Regions from separate parts of the Rattus norvegicus genome. Here region 1 is linked to region 2. A link is a contact called in public Hi-C data. All regions are on one chromosome and are shown on one strand. Each heading gives the region's core, a stretch centred on a gene start, on an enhancer-like site or on the middle of the called end of the contact. The rest is flanking DNA. Distances are from core to core; before and after follow the strand shown.

Region 1 (3,681 bases), core at 318-2,817, 80 kb before region 2:
AGGAGTTACTAGTTATATAGATCCAAGCAAGTTCCTCTCCGTCTAAACCTTACTTATTTCCACTAGGAAGATGGAGATACAAGGGGACCTCACCGATAGACATTATATGATTATCAAGTGAAATTAGCCTGTTAGAACACTCTGCACTCCCTGGGAATTGATGAACACACAGCCTGCTACTGCTGCTAGGTGAGGGAAGTGACAAGAAAGAGAGAAGGTGGTCCCTGCACTGCAAACGGAAACAGGGTGGGCACAAAGCCTCAGCTCGGTTTATCACAAATCATCTTTCGGGGTGTTTAAAGACCGAAGACATCTGCTTATATAAAGCTGGTCCAGAGTCCAGGATAGCAGGAAATTAGCAAGGAGCAAATCCTCAAGCTGAGCTCAATTCACTGCCCTCATCAGCTTTCCCTGGCACGCAGGGCAGGTAACAGTTCCCTGCTGTGTCTGACATGCATGTAAGAGTAAGAAGTGTAAGAAGGTCAACAGGAAGAGCGTGGCTTTCCCACTCTCCCAAATGAGTCATGGCAGCTCTCATTTAACAGCCCTGAAGACAATAAACGAGTTGGAAAGCAAGCCAGTGGATGTGTTCCCAACTAAAGAAAGGCAAAGTATTTCATAAGAGGGGAAGCATTTGAGGGTTAGCACTAGAAACAGCAAGCAGATGGACCCCAGATTAATCCAATCTGTTAGCTATATCCGGATTTTAGAATTAGTTAATTGTATTCAAGTTAGAAGAAAAGCAGAGGCCAATAGAGTGCTAGTTTCTACAATAGCAAAACTGTCATAAGCCGGTACTCGGTGGGACTAATTCCACTCAGTCCAATACCACCTTAATGAAATATGACTTAACAATAATGGAGTGCTAACACATCTCTTTTCCCCTTTAATTTGTATCCTATTTTATTCATGTGTCTGTGTATGGGTATAAGTGGATTTGTGCATGTATCCTTGGAAACCATTAGTGGGTATTAGCTCTCCTAGAGCTGGAGTTACAGGTAAGGTTGTGAAGCACACAGCGTGGTTGCTGGGAGCCAAACTAACTTGGATTCTCTGACATGCAGGCGAGCTCTTTTTTTTTTTTTTTTTTTTTTTTTTGGTTCTTTTTTTCGGAGCTGGGGACCGAACCCAGGGCCTTGCGCTTCCTAGGTAAGCGCTCTACCACTGAGCTAAATCCCCAGCCCTTTTTTTTTTTTTTTTTGGTTCTTTTTTTTTTTTTTTCCCCCGGAGCTGGGGACCGAACCCAGGGCCTTGAGCTTCCTAGGCAAGCGCTCTGCCACTGAGCCAAATCCCCAACCCTGCAGGCGAGCTCTTAACTGCTGGACTGTGTCTCTGGAACAACAACTGCATTATTACATTATCTATTAAAGATTTTGGTACCATATGCCCATTTTTTCACTGTGGCGTGCCCCGCTAAAATGCTTGCCTTTCTCCAGTTTTATTAGAAAAACCTGCAACTTTCTCGTAGCACCACTAGGTGGCGCGTGCATGTGAGTCCACCAGGAGAGTGATGCTGGCTCTGTACTGGAATGGGAGGGACTCAGACACCAACTGATTTTAACAGGCCAATGAAAGAAGGTCCAACGGAATTCAGCTGCTGAGTAAATTTCACCAAACCACAGTCTGAATTAACTATCAAGGAGTAAAACATAAAGGCTGGGGGCTAGAGAGATGGCTCAGCGGTTAAGATCACTGCTCTTTCAGAGAACCTAAACTTTTGTATCCAACACCCACATTGGTAGTTCCCAATCATAACTCCAGCTCCAGGGGATCCAATCCCTCCTTCTTTTTTTTTTTTTTTTTTTTTTTGGTCTCTGCAAGTATCTGTGCATATGTGTATGTACGCAACACACACACACACACACACACACACACACACACACACACGAGTCCAGGATTAAGCCTATATAAATTTGGATCATGGTATCACCTATAAAGGGATTAAAAGTGTTTATACTGTAAAATATTCAGAAAAACACTTGGCTTGTGCTGGCTGCTATACAGCAAACGTGCAGGGTAGAGAAACAGCTTGGGCACTGGGGATTCGGGTTCAGGCCTAAGTGGCACTGTTGCTGTGGGAGTCGCTGTTTCCTCCTCAGCACCGTCTGCAAGGTTAGAACACCAGATATTAAGGAATTGTGACAACAGTAGAAAGAGATACCATGCAAGATAAGCCTAACTGATGCAAAGTCATTTGCTAAAGCTCGGACAGTATTTACAAGTGGGAACAACTAGTTCTAATTCTAATTCAGCACAAAGAGGCATCAGAGAGGTGGCATTTGAGAAGCTGCCCCTTAGAAGACGTGGGAAGGAGAGGGCCAGGAGATGAGTGTGGACCAGTGATGCAGGAGGACAGGTTTGCTGTAGTGAGGTTAAATGAGAGATGGTCAGGCTGGGGACAGACCGGGGAGAGCGGCGAGCAGCCAGGCTGGGCATTGCAAACTGTATTGTAAACACACACAAGGTGGCCGGCTACATGGGCTTGTTGAGAAGCACTGAGAGGCAGCTAGAAATCTCCCTATTTCACCCTGGGGTAACCAACACAAATGGAAGAGGACTCGGGTGGCAAAGGGCTGCTGACTTTCAACTTCTAGGCTAGGCATCCCTGCCACAGCTGCCTCAGCCCTGTCTCCAGGCTAATCTGATAATCTGATGGGAGCACTTTCTCAATTAAGGGCTTTTTTCCCTCTCAGATTGAAGTTAAAACAAACAAACACCTAACTAGCACAAAAAGTCAGGAATAAAATACTTTAAGGAGAAAACATTTAGGGCCATGCACTGGGGACAGGAGATGGTGATTCCAGCCTGGGATGCACAACTGATACCTTGTCTCAAGAGTAAAAGAAAAAAAATGAATAATTTTTTTGTTTGTACGTTTGATTTTTTGTTTTTGTTTGTTTGTTTTTTAAGAAAGTATATCTGTGCTGCCCAGACTGTCCTGGAACTCTCTTTGGAGACTAAGCTGGCCTTGAGCTCACAGAGATTCCCCTGCCTCTCTGCCTCCTGAGTGCTGGAACTAAAGATGTGCACTACCACAGCCAGCTCTCCACTAAACGGTTTTTAACAATCCCAGTTCTGTGAGTTCTGATCATCGGTCTATTTTTGCACTTTATTTAAACCTACAAAATGCAAACTGTAGCAGGCTGGCTTAGTAGGAAGTTTTCACTCTATATTTCTCCCAAACACCACCAAGTTCCCTCCCCACCCCCACCCCGGGATGGCCAAAGTACTGATGGGCACCCGGCTCAAACCGCATGAACGGTGCAGCAAGGCCAACCCTTTGGCTTGCATCCTGGAAAACCCACACCAGAAAACAATTATTGACGAAGCCCTGGGCTGCGGACCAAAGATACAGATAAGCCAGGGTTAGGAAGCCAGCCTTTGTTTCCTGCGCTGGCTGCTTGTTCATGAGGCCTCAGGATCTTCCAGGAGAGCCAGAGGTCAGGGTTTGATAAAATTAGGAGAAAACCTGAGGTCAAGACCATGAAAAAAACCCCCACAGGAGCGGAGCAGTCGCCCTTCCAGCCGCCTCTCACATTTAAATCTAAGGTGCGGGAGAGTTTTAATTGCCATTTTCTATGGAAAACTCCCAGGTGGTGGGAAAAGTAATCCCCCCCTCTCCCTCCTCCACATCAAAGGAAGAGGAAGTAACCCTCTAGACCTGAGCCTCTGTCCTCGTTA
Region 2 (3,787 bases), core at 917-3,416:
AGATAGAACCTGGATCCGTTTATTTTCAGACAATTTTGCTCCATTTTTCAACCAGGTGACCTTAATGGGACCTTCTCCATGGGCCTGGCAATCTAAGAAGACTGGGTCTTTCCTTGTGACCGTTGCGTCCTGTGGTTCTTTCATGAAGAACAGTTCGCTAAAGCTCCACACTCCTGCAAAGGAAAAACAGGGAGAAAAGAGGTATATCCAGAATTACAGGTATAAAATAATTTAGCACACAACTGTAAAAACACCTATTCGTGGTAGAAGGCAGTTTCTCCAGCCATGATGGTCACCTTCCAAGGACCTTAATAACCACAAACCCTTCCAACAACTCAAAACACGGGAAGATTCTAATACCTTTTATGCAGCCTAAAAGTTTGGTTCTCAGGTTTCTCGCCAGAGACCCAAAATCATCAGAACCTACTAGCACAGGTCGTTTTGCTACTTTTACAAGCTTGTCAAAAAGATCTTGAACAGGGTTAGGTCATAAAAGTCTAATTTTACAAGAAATCATTAGCAAAACTCCCAACTCTGTGAACAAGCGAGTTTATTTCCTTGTCTCTTGAAGTGTTTTTGGAGAAACCCCCGGCACCTACTCCTTTGGGAAATACGTTTATCTTTAGTGACAAATTACAAGTTTGCATTTTTTTTTTTCCTATCTGCCCTTTTACAGCAGGGATGCTGTCTCCTCTCCTTAAAAAGAAATCCATTTACTTCATTTCTGCCAAGCCAGCTAGGTATTTAAAGGGCACACAATAGACTTTGAAAAGTTGGTAACTCGCCGCTTGTACTCAGTGGGTGATCGGATTAGGAAACCTTTATTTCAATGTTTTAGTGCTACCAACTGTTGGGGAAAAAAATGCGTGACTAATTGGTCCTTACTGTCTAAGAGGGATAGGAGATTGCTTAATCAACCAATACACATTTTTATCAGAGCAGAGGAAATGCTTTATCCAATCATACACAAGCCCTAAAGTCCCCCAGAATAAAGCATTCGTCGCCTCCTGCCGTCGCATGTTGAACTGAGCCAATAAAAAATTAGGGGTCTTGGTGAGAGATTTGTTTTAACACTTCTTCTGGTCAGTTCGAGGCCCTGATTACATATACCTAGCAATGATTCATTTGTTTCTGATCAAGACTGATCCTGAAAACCTCAGAGTCTGAGTCTGCAGACTTCCCCTAAGGTCTGCCCTGGGCGGCTACCCCAACAGCCCCGTGCAGCACGCACTACTCCGGAAGACGCCCATTGTGTTTCTGAGCCGCATCCCACTTTGATCCTTTCTCTTACTAACTGAAACTAACTCCTCCAGGAAAAAAAAAAAAGATAAGAAAGAAAAAAAATGAAAGAAAAGAGGAGGAAGAGAAACCACTGATTGTAACTTACAAATGAATAACTCAAGCCCCTTTCGTCAAAGACCCTCCTTTCCCTAATATATTCACTTTTCATTTTTCTGTCCTTGAAGAAACTGCAGAAAGGGAAATAAATAAATTCATGCAAGTTTGTGCAAGGTTAATCTGGAGGTTTCAGGGACCTCTAGCCGGAACCCCAAAGACCTACATGCAGAAAGTAAGTTCTAGCTAGACACCTTTCTCCCTGGCTCTCTTGGGACACAAATGGGCCATACAACTTTCAAGCTCCTTCTCTTTGCAATTTCATCCTCCCATCTTCTTGCCCAGTTTGGAGCTGCGGAAACGCGGAGCGCCCAGCTCGGCCCGGGTGAGACCTGGAGGAACCCCACTGCAATCCCTGGAAACGGCGCGCAACCGCGGCGCCCCCCTGCGTGGCGAGTCTGCCACTCAGGAAACAATATAAATAAAACCACGTGCGGCCGCGGCCGGGGAGGCAGCGCGGAGCCCCCAGCTGGCTGCAGCTCGGACAATGGCATGAGCAGGGCGAGTGGACAGCGGCTCCAGGGAGACTCGGCCTCGGTCGAGGAGCGCTGAGAGCGCGCATCCCGAGAGAATCCTGGCCGGTCACACCACCCCGGGCATCCCAGCCCGTCCCCCTCCCCGCGCACGGTCGCGCACACTCGCATGGGGAGCGCGCCCACCTGGAACCGAGCCGAGCGGCGGCAGTAGCAGCAACAGCAGCAGGGGCAGCATCCCCGGGCGCACGGGAGGCGCCATTCAGCGGGGCTGCGCGGGCATGCTCCCGGGCTGTTCGCCCGCGCCCGCTGCTCCCGCTGCTCTCCTGGACCCGCAGCTCCTGCTGCAACCCGCTGCTCCGGCGTGGCGAGGCGACGCGCCGCTTGCAGGCGCACGGAGCCCCGCGAGTGCGCCAGGCCGCGGGGACCACGCGCGCCGCGTCCAGCCGGGGGCGGAGGGAGGCTGTAGAGGGCGGCGCAGTGGACAGCCTGGCCGGCCGGGGACTACTTTCTACATCTGGCCCCTGGGCCCCGCACGGCGAGGTCGGAGCTGCTGGCGGAGGGACACGCTGAGATCGCCTGGACGACCCCGGGGACAGGGGGAGGGCCCCGCCGGACAATGCACCTGGGGGTCAAGCCCCCGCCCCTCGGCCTGCGCGCCACGGCCGGCCACCGGGCCACAAAGGCCAATCCTCCTGGCCGCGGCCAGCCCCCCGGGGCCCTTCTCCCTCCTACGGGCCAGTTGAGGATTCTGCACGGAGGAGGGGGTTGGGGTGGAGGGATGGTGTTGAGAGATGTGGAAAGGCCGGAGACTTCTCCCCTGATGGCCCCCTGCCCATCCCCCTGCCTTGTTCACCCGCCCAGGCCCTGTTCAGGGAAGCCCAGTTCCTACTTCTGAGGCTTGTCAGCGCCCCTGGAGGCATCCTATGGCGACAACCCCCACCCCCCAACTACCACCCACATTTGGAGAATGTTCTTATCTTCTCTGGTCTCATCAGATACAGCCGTGGCTTCAAAATCATCTTAGAGAGCCCTAGAATTAGCAGTTACTTTCGGGGAGTGGGGAGACGTTTTAACTCTGCTTCAAGTTAATTAAGTTTTTAATGTGTGAGAACTAAGCGCAGAAAGGGCCCTGTTCTGAGAGCAGAAGCGAGATCAGGGGCTGTGCAGAGCTTGCTGTGCTAGGCCAGACTTTGGTGGGTTACCTGCTTAAAAGTTAGGCTGATGAAAGAAGACACCAACGATGGGAATTTGTTCACAGCTCTTGAAATTAATTAAGGATAACCCAGAGGAGTCGAAACGTACATTTAAAGAGGGCGGGCTAACAGGGGGGGCTACCGTATGGAGCCTACAGAGCCTTTACACGTGGATTAGCGTTTGCTAATCCCGATCTAAATCTTTGGCACATGACGAGGGCACAGGCTAAAAGCTAACTTTAATTAAAGCCGCTGACGGAAATCTAGCTTTTGTCACTAACTGCCTTTAGCAAGTTCCAGGAATCCTCCGGATTGCGTGGGGGGAGGGGGGAGTGGGAGAGAGGAGTGTGGTTTTGGAAATCCATTAGGACTCTCTCACTACTTACCCTAAAATTTAAGAAAAGTCAATCTACTTTGCAATTTCATTTTAACCCTGTGTAAAACAACAGCACCCTTGGCTCTGTTGCGTCCAAACTCGCCTTATAATTTAGATGAGTTCGAACAATTTCTAAACCTCAGAATATAAATTCGTGGAGAAACAAAAAGTAACTACTGACTTTTAATTTACATTTTTGTTTAGGTTGTCTTGAAGCAGGGTCTCACTTTGTAGACCAGACAAACATGGACCTCACTTGTATGTGGTCTAGGCTGGCCTAGCATAGGCTTGAGTCAGTTTTCCCAGACTGGCTAGATTCTTCTTTATTATATGATTTTTTTTTCTTC

Evidence for each region. A called contact is a pair of places that touch in the nucleus more often than the background predicts.
Region 1: a contact with region 2 is called in a Hi-C map of frontal cortex, with 2.4 times the contacts expected there. The contact joins the enhancer-like site here to the promoter of Prtg in region 2. A contact is called at or near these places in 3 of 12 Hi-C or Micro-C datasets (Schwann cells, frontal cortex and prefrontal cortex) and 1 of 1 datasets of contacts at active chromatin or transcription factors (oligodendrocytes).

What each region holds. Positions count from the first base shown.
Region 1 is chr8:82,506,792-82,510,472 of GRCr8, reverse strand. The region is part of intron 11 of Prtg (protogenin); the gene reads right to left. Among named protein-coding and RNA genes, the nearest start is that of Pygo1, 38 kb to the left of the region's middle. Within about 2 kb of position 1,567, at least 30 of the 93 cell types and tissues checked have an H3K27ac peak or open chromatin away from gene starts, as enhancers often do.
Region 2 is chr8:82,427,511-82,431,297 of GRCr8, reverse strand. It overlaps Prtg (protogenin), which reads right to left and starts at 2,166. Exons shown (of 20, transcript NM_001037651.2): 1 at 2,055-2,166; 2 at 1-173. The coding sequence starts at 2,130.